Linked DNA regions of Ostrinia nubilalis: region 2 is linked to region 1. A link is a contact called in public Hi-C data. All regions are on one chromosome and are shown on one strand. The core of a region is the stretch at or near the end of the contact, and the rest is flanking DNA. Distances in the headings are between cores, read along the strand shown. Region 1 holds the start of LOC135075172 (AP-2 complex subunit alpha). Region 2 holds the start of LOC135075161 (glucocorticoid-induced transcript 1 protein-like).

The links. Hi-C and Micro-C count contacts between places; a contact is called where the count stands out from the background.
Region 2: a contact with region 1 is called in a Hi-C map of whole body, with 4 times the contacts expected there. The contact joins the promoter of LOC135075161 here to the promoter of LOC135075172 in region 1. A contact is called at or near these places in 3 of 5 Hi-C or Micro-C datasets (all in whole body).

Annotation. Positions count from the first base shown.
Region 1 is chr10:9,683,966-9,688,362 of ilOstNubi1.1, reverse strand. LOC135075172 (AP-2 complex subunit alpha) reads right to left here and starts at 2,275. Exons shown (of 1, transcript XM_063969530.1): 1 at 1-2,275. The coding sequence starts at 2,051. LOC135075157 (protein phosphatase PTC7 homolog) reads left to right here and starts at 2,794. Exons shown (of 5, transcript XM_063969507.1): 1 at 2,794-3,246. The coding sequence starts at 3,018.
Region 2 is chr10:9,851,851-9,856,247 of ilOstNubi1.1, reverse strand. LOC135075161 (glucocorticoid-induced transcript 1 protein-like) reads left to right here and starts at 2,277. Exons shown (of 8, transcript XM_063969512.1): 1 at 2,277-2,394; 2 at 2,730-3,014; 3 at 3,374-3,501; 4 at 3,782-3,929; 5 at 4,367-4,397. The coding sequence starts at 2,798. It overlaps LOC135075163 (ubiquitin conjugation factor E4 A), which reads left to right. Exons shown (of 16, transcript XM_063969514.1): 15 at 1-88; 16 at 878-1,626. The coding sequence ends at 1,028.

The DNA.
Region 1 (4,397 bases), core at 1,026-3,525:
GTATACAAATCACCAAGAACATCCAGCAGCCCATTACCAGCTGAAGGAGCAGTTGTACCAGGAGGTGTAGATAATCCCAGAAGATCAGCACTCGAGTTATTAGTATTATTTGTGGAATTCACAATTGGAGCTGGCATGGCATTTGGTTGTGGACTCTTAGATTCTCTTACATCATCTGGAATACGTCCTGGCTTTTTCTTTTTCAAAACTGCAAGAATGGATGATTCCCTTTCTGGGAATGCTGGCATTTCTTCCAGTACTGTGGCTAAAACATCTGAGCTTGCTACAATACTAAGTTGCAAATATTCTGATGCTCTCTGTTGTAGCTCAACATCTGCTGAACGCAAGTTGGAATCAGCACGGAATACTTCTTGCACACGATTTTTAATCTCTGGGAAAAGATTTACCAGTTTTATGTATGTTGATAACAAAAGTGCGCGTGTCGCTGCGGAACACAAATGATATTTAGAGTGTAAAAGCTCAAACTGAACTTGAGGGGAAGATCTTGTATCACCAGCAATTAGATTACCAAATTCGCCCAGAATGTATCCACCCACTTTAACCATATTTTCGTGGCATGTTGGAGCTTGCAAAGCCTCAAAAACAGTTTTGGCAGCATACCCTTGAACCTCCTCTCTGTTAATCACAATTTGAATGACTCTGTACCAAACTTCTTCTGAAACATAATCTCCAGCAATTCTAATGAGATTGAGAATCACATCTACATACCATGTGAAATCTGTAGCATACTTTTCTGCTAATATTGCCACCTTCAAAACCATTTCTTCCCTAATAGAGTAGTCAGCTGTTTCTAAGTAAGCTAACATTTCTTGAACAATTTCTTCTGCATTTGTTTTGTCACACATTGCATACAACAAGTCTACAGCTTGCTGTCTCACTGATACATCTTTTTCCATTTTCATTGACAGTATAACAACTTCTTGATGCTTTTTGACAGCTTCATGAGAAAATTCTGATGTAGCAAGATGGCACATTGACTCAAGGGCCAAGTATCTCAAGTTGGTTTCCCGGTTGCTTAAGAACTGACCCAACTGGTTACAAGCACGCACCAGTAAGTTAGGTTCACTGTCATTGTGAATAATAAGACTTATTGCTTCAAATAGAACAGCATTTTTAGCATTTGAATGTTGAACTTTCTTTGACTTGGGAGGTTCTTGAGCTTTGTTGAATATGGTCTCCAAACATTCAGATAGGCGGCCTCTTACACCAGGTTCCTCGGAGGGAGGTGTATAGTTTTGGAGAAGTCTTAACAACTTCACAGAAAGCCATGGTGCTGGTACAAAGTAATATGTATAATCCTGGAGGTCTGTGTAGCTAGCTGTAACAATGCGGCTCAGCCTTGCCACTGCAAGTGTGACACATCCTTTGTACTCTTCAGGATTTTTCTTGACAAGTGCATCTATCAGAGATGTAGCAGCAGTAACCACACCCATGTGTGGATCATTCAAAAGATGTATAATTCTTGATGTCCACTCACCTCCAGGTATTATTTCAGGAGACTTACGAAACAATCTGAGGAGGCAAAGTGCAGCAGATTGCTTGACAACATCCATAGTGTCCCCAGACACAAGTAGTTTGGGAATCTCAGTGCCGAAAGCTTCAGCCATATCTTTACTACCGATGTTTGCGATACACTGCAAGGCCAGGTTGACATGGATGGGATTACGGGACTGCAAATCATTCTTGATACTTTGAATGATGAGCTTAATCAGGTCACTGTTAGTATTCACAAGAACAGATATGAATAGATACCCAATCTGTTTCTCTGAGTATTTGTTGGAGGAAAGCAAGTTCACAGCTTCCATATGCCCGAAGTCGATGTCATGGCCCAGGAGAAAGATAAACAGGAGCTTGCAGACATACTTTTTCTTTTGATATCCATCAAGTGTTTTGTCGCCTTTAAACTTGCTTCGAATATTAGCCAATTCCTTGTTGATCCTCTTAATTTCTGCTTCTTTACTTTTACAGTTCCGTATATCAGATATGAAGACTGCGAGTCCTCGCATTCCATCGCCCCTAACGGCAGGCATATTGCCAAGTGACTTATCGAACACCAGTTTTATGCCTTTTCTTTACTCTTCCAACGAAAAAATCCACTACCAAGTGACCGGCACCAATGTAGGGGGTGTAATTTCCGTAATTGCACTTCGACTTCCAACTAATCAATCAGCCGCCGTCATTAAATTGTAAGTACCACAAAACGAAGATGAGCTTTGTTCTACAACGCCTTCCATTACCATAGATTTGTGAAAACTGAAACGTCAGTCAGAAAGACAGGCACTTCTCCAATAAATTGTTTATGGATCAATATCATAATGCTTGGGCCACATCTGCGAAAATCGAATTTCGATTTCGAAGAAGTCAGTGTCGACGAAACCACAAAACCAAAATTATGCCAAAATAGTTAGCTCGTGAATATGTTAGCTGAAAGCAGAAACTGAAGGGACGATGATGAAGATATATTTGTAAGCATTTTTAAAGTTGTTGTTACTTCGAGCGGATCTCTACTAGAAAGAAAGAAAAATATTGATTAAGTACCAAAAATTAAACAATTGGTATTAATTACTAATTAAACCGTAGTTAAATAAACGACGATTCTTTACATTTCGTAGGCTATTTGAATTTTGATTACCATTAGCACTTGTGTTCTTTGATAAATGAGCTAAAGAGCTAATCATAACCGTGGCATTATAAAGTAATTGTGTAGCAATGCCTTTATTATTGACAGCTCAATTGACGTTACTAGCTCTATAGTCTCTGGTTGCCATTATTCTCTAGTTTATGGTTGCTCGCACGGTCACAAGACGTAAGATCCAAAGATCATGGGAATTGTATTGTAAAATACGTCTTTCTTTACCAATTATTCTGTGGTGGTCTCTTGTAAATGGTGTTGGTGCAGTGATCAGTTTTAGTTATAGTATGTTTCTGACTATGGTGTTATTTGTATCGGTTGTTCATTGGTGAATGGCTGGTGGTAAAGTCCAAACAACTAATGAATGATGCAGTCTATTTTCTGGACAGGCAGAGTGGTATCACGTGTTATTAGAAACGGACTTCTGAGTTTCTCGAGTGCTACTGAATTAAATGTTTCAAATAAGAAATATCCGTATTTAGTTTCGGTAGTATGTGGCTTTCCCAAAGACATTGCTAATGGAAGAACACATAAAGGTCAATTCGGAGACGACGCATGGTTTTCCACTCATTTCAATAATGCGGATGTTATTGGTAAGTAAAAAGCTTTTCAAACCTATAGTTTATGTTTGGGCTTAATTTGATCATTTATTATTATTATTCCTGAATTTGTTGTTGATGTATTGTGATAATATGGTCTGCCTTGGTAACTTGTCATTGTTTCAATTTTAGCAAAGTATGTTTTTCCAGTCTTTTATTTCAGTCAAATGTAGCCTTGTTTATGTATCAGAATTATGTTTAAAGCAATAATAGCAATTAAATTGTTTTTGTGCAGAATTTGGATATTTTTTATTCAAAATCACAAGACTGTCTAACCAGTTAGAAACTTATAAAATGTCTTTTTTTCTCTTATTTGTCGTGAAAGCCATAAACATTCTTATTAGAATGACAATTTAGCATTGTTTTTATATAAACTTTAAATATAATTTGTTCGCCTTTAAATAGTAAATTTGGTAAACAAGCAGTAGACCCAGAATGTATTCATTCATGTTATTGCATTTAAAATTAAGAGCACACCCTGTATACATTTATTACCACCATTCTTTTGAAAGGAATTAAATTATAGAAAGTATTATTTATTTAGGAAACTCAAATATGAAAGAAACTGGTAACAAATAGAAACAAAAATGATTAAAATTGAAAGAAAATTAACATTTCGGTTTTGTCATTGAAATGGTGTACCTATTACTTTTTCTGGTGTGACACTAGACTAGTGTCTGCATTAGGGTGGATGCTCTAGTGATTAGAGTATCCACCCTAATGCATAATATTTTTCTACCATACATTTAACAATTATTTCTCAATAAAACAAGTAGGTACTTAATTCATTTCAATAATTTTTATTGCTTATTCAACATGATTTGATGTTAGAATGAAACTGAATGTTAATGGGTACTTTGACAAGGTGGGTGGGCATTATGACAAGTTATGTGATCATCTAAAAATAAAATTGGTTCAGTAAAAACTAACACATACCTTAGCTGTTTATCATTATTTTTACAATTTGTTCTTTTTCAGTGAAGCTATAAGTAGACTGGTGTTGTAATACAGGGTGTGTTAGCAGTGTAGGCTTGTCTATTTTAGAAAAAGTCAAACAAAATCATAAAGTTAATGGTTTCTGGTTTGTTTTAAAGTACAGTACTACAGTGTAGTAGTGTGTGTAGTTAGTAGACTCACATTGGTTG
Region 2 (4,397 bases), core at 1,028-3,527, 170 kb before region 1:
TCCTTGACCCTATCATGAGCACTATCATGATGGACCCCGTGGTCCTGCCCAGCTCTAGGACCACCGTAGACAGGACCACCATTGCTAGGTACGTATTGAGTGTAAGGGGCTTCTGATAAAGTGGTGATTCAGAGTTTACGATGTGAATGTTGGCAGATGCGTAAGAAATGCTTATATGCAGGACACGACACGACACTACCTGATGCAGCGAATAACGTTTATTTGAACGAGCTCGTCTTACTGGCCGGTTAAATATTAAAGAAGAGGTCAAAGTTGGTTAAAAAGACAAGAGCATCTGATATAAAATTGCATACAGAATGGAGCGTTCAAATAAGTCAAACTGACTTCGAATGATATGCAACAAAGTCTACTCTTCACCGAGATCCTGGTCAACTTGCCAGAAGATCTTCGTCTTCCCCGAGCTTGGCGATACAAGGGGATCCGTCATGATGTCTCACACGGGGGATCTCTTTGTATTCCCTGGCTCGGGGACCACCATCGGGCCGGTACTACATCGGACCACCATCGGTCGGGGTCAACGATGGACACACTCAGTGACTTCACATCGCGAATGACGAAGTGAGACACGCCGAAACCAAGACGTTTATGTTCAGCAAATATTGTTTTCACCATTTACCAACATAATTCACGTCACAGTAGTTCTGCTATCTCTCCCCATCATCCCTTATTTTTGTTATCTCTCGTAAGCTAGCTTTATATCGTTAGCGATATTCTATTTAAATAGAAAATAATTATAACCACCATATCTTTCTTCGGACTGCTTTTATTCTCTTTGATTTTAGATTACAAAAAAATTACTTCAATAACCAATATAAGTAAATAATTATTTAAATCGTAAACTGTGCTTTTATTCCAGACATCTTCTCAGCGACCAGTCGGATCCCTTCAACCGTTCTCCGCTGTCCATGGACCAAGTGAAATCCAACACAGAACTAAAAGAAAAAATTCAAGCATGGATCGCAGAACAAAAGCAAAAAATTGCTCAAGCTGAAACCAGTAATGGATAAGCAAGCTGTACAAGACTATAATATATCTAAGTACTAGGCAAGCTAGTATGGATATAGATATATTGTGTAGTGTAGATTTCATACAGAGCGTGGTGGCTCTTTTATGCGTAGAGCACTCTTTGATGCATGATGAATGTAATGGGTTTATGGTGCCGAATCATTTTTACGACAAAGGCAACAACTTAGTGTGGATTTTGTATCTAATAAAACTTTTAGATTTAGTATATCACACCTATAAACAATAGTTCCACTTTTATACATATAAATAAATCTAAGAAATGTGATCACTTATTTGCTTCCTTTTTGTGATGTATAATTTGATATTTATAAATTTCAACCTTCATTTTATACTAAAAGTGTTAAGATACCTGTGGATTCTTTTAGTATCTTGATACACACATCTAGTACCTACCCATTAAGAGTGGAGAGATATATTTTATTTGTTTGCATTCCTGAGATAATAAAAATTATTAGTGCTTGGTGCAATTTGTTTAAATATTTTGCATTGTGAATTTGTGATATTTCATTTATAATTTATCTTGCAAGAAACATAGATTGTAATAATTATTGATAAATAATAAATATGACAAAATCAAAACACGTTTTTTATTTGAAACAACTTGATAAAGATTAGCAGAAGACTTGAGAGTACGCGGTTAAGAATACGATAAATCCATCACCCTGTTAAATAAATAGTACAGCCCCCCTAGACAAAACGCACTTTTTGATCGAATCGAAAATCGAATCCGTCAAATTCCATACAAAAAAGGGGCTTTTCGACCACTTTTCGACTGGTTTGCGATTATAATGGCACTTTGTCTAGACCCACTCATGTAATGTGGATGATTTGCGATTCTGAAGTTGTCAGAAAGTTGAGATGCGAGATCATACATGCAATGAGCTTAGTTAAACTAGAATCTCGTGTCGACTCCCCCACCACCAGAGGCATTCATCAGCCTCGCAGTTTTTATCGACAAACAAAATTTCGAAGGTAATGATCGTGAAACAATTAGATTTTTTACATATTATTTCAAACAGAAGGTTTCAAGGCGCCTTAAATTATTTCTTCATGTTGGCACAGTACTCTGTGTGATGGCCATAGTGATGATCTTACTTTCTTTGTTCTGAGCTCATTTATTCGATTTAAAGCTCAGTAATCCAGCATCCTAAAAAGTAATAAGACCCATAGATAAAATTTTTTTTGTACTGATAACACTGATTGGTGTCTACTATTTGCCATAGACTAACTTGACATGGCGGAGTAATCAGCTGTTAATTGCAATGCCAACGAATTATTGTACATTGTTTCGATTATCGTCATTAGTTCAATGATTTCCTCATGTTTTCTTTAATTTCACATCAATTGGTTTGTTCATTCATTAGATAGTTGCCGATAATAAGTTTAAAATTTTATGAGAAGAGGAATGGCGCGATGTTCTTGTCATCTGTCAGCTTCATTCATCCATTGTGCAGAAAAAATGTGACTTGTGCGCTTTGTAATGCTGTTTTTATGTAATAATTATTATACGGACGTTTAATGTAACTCTTATATTATTTCTGAATTATTTACTGAGTAGTCTATTACAGTATCGCATAATAATAACTTTCGTACTTACTTTTTGATCATTGTTTATCGGTACCTAAAAATCTACAAAGAATCTGTGCGGCGTCGGTAAGCAACCTTGGTTATTTACTGTGCAGTGTGTCGAATGTGAGTGTTGGTGGTGCATCGGCGCTTTGTTACATCTTGGTGATCCGGAGAATTGAAAATGTCGGGTCGCGTCCGTAAACAGTCGGACTGTCCCGTGGGGAAACAAGGGCCGATGAGGGCCACCTTACCGGTTTCGTCGGTGATGAAACAGAGCGGTGGTCTGAAGAAGAACGCCGGCAACAGTCCGACGCTGTCCCCTACGAACGTGTGGCGGCGGATATCTCCGGATCACGCCCTCTCGGGCCAAAGGAGCCCCGGCGCCGTCAATTACAAAGGTACGCTTTTTTGTTTACTTTAATTCTGTGATTTCGAATATTTTTTTCTAATTAGAAACCAATTTGAATTTGATACTCTTAAAAAATTTCTTTGTAGCTCAATTTTATTCATTCATGTTAATTTTCAAGGTCAACAGCAATGTAAACTCTTACAAAGTCAAAAGTAATGTAAATTATTATTATAATTTATTTTTATTATATCTAATGAAATTATTACAATTTTTAACTGATTACAATGGATTACTTTAGAGAGTTGTAAAATAATGAATGAAAATAGTGTAATGAAACATTGGTTGAAGTCAATATCTATAATATGTATCTATTCCTAAAATTAATCTAGGATTTGTATTAAATTGTAGGAAAAGGCAGATTTGGTGCCAGTGTGATCAGACGCACAGCCTCCCTGGACACCTTGTACCACAAAGGACAATGGTCTAGGGACTACTACTTGCATGCTGGCCATCTACAAGTGGACAAATCTACTCAGGTATACATAAATTAAAGTATTTATTGTGCCATTCAAAAGTATATGTAAAAGATACATAAAATGTATTCATGTCCATTTAAATCTAAACATAGCCATTGATGTAAACAAACCATTTATCTGTTTCATACTGTAATTGCCGCATTACAATTTGAATAATGTTGTTTTGCAATCCAGTGCAAGGAAATGGCTCTCGAAAATAAATTTTATTACAAAATTATACACCCGCATACATTCTTAGTCTGTATACATGCATTACAAAGATGTTTTTTGTTCCTACTAGACTGACGAAGGCGGTGGAGCTTCAGGTCGATCTTCTAGAGGCTCTGAAGATGACAAACTAGACCGCTTCTTACGGAGTCGTCTGCAGAGGCCACACAAACCTACTGCTTCTGGAGATTACTCTTCACATGCTATGAGCCCCGGTTTCTGTGAGTATTGCTTGCAATATGATTTATAAGTAATTTTTATTCTCTTTGAAGAATATAATTTATTTTGCGAAGTAAATCAGTGAACATAATATGTTTTCTGTAATTTGTAATATAATTTCCAAATTATTTTCATACTCTTTGGAGCATTCTCATTATTTTTGAGTAAAAACTAAATTAATTTCATTCTCCTTTGTAGGTATATCTAAATTATATTACAAACTTAGCTAACTATTTTTGAATAGCTAGCTAAGTTTGAACTATAGTTAATTAGACATCCAAGTACATAATACAGTAGAAAATAGAAAAGACATGTACTCACGGCTTGACATTTCGTCTGCTGTGGTCACAAGCAGACTTTAAAATCTTATATTCAAACAGTTCCTCTTTTCTCAGTTGTCAAAAACGTGTTCTAATTATCATTGTCTTTGTATGCTCAGGGTCCCGCTTTGGCAGCGGGAGCGTGCCGTT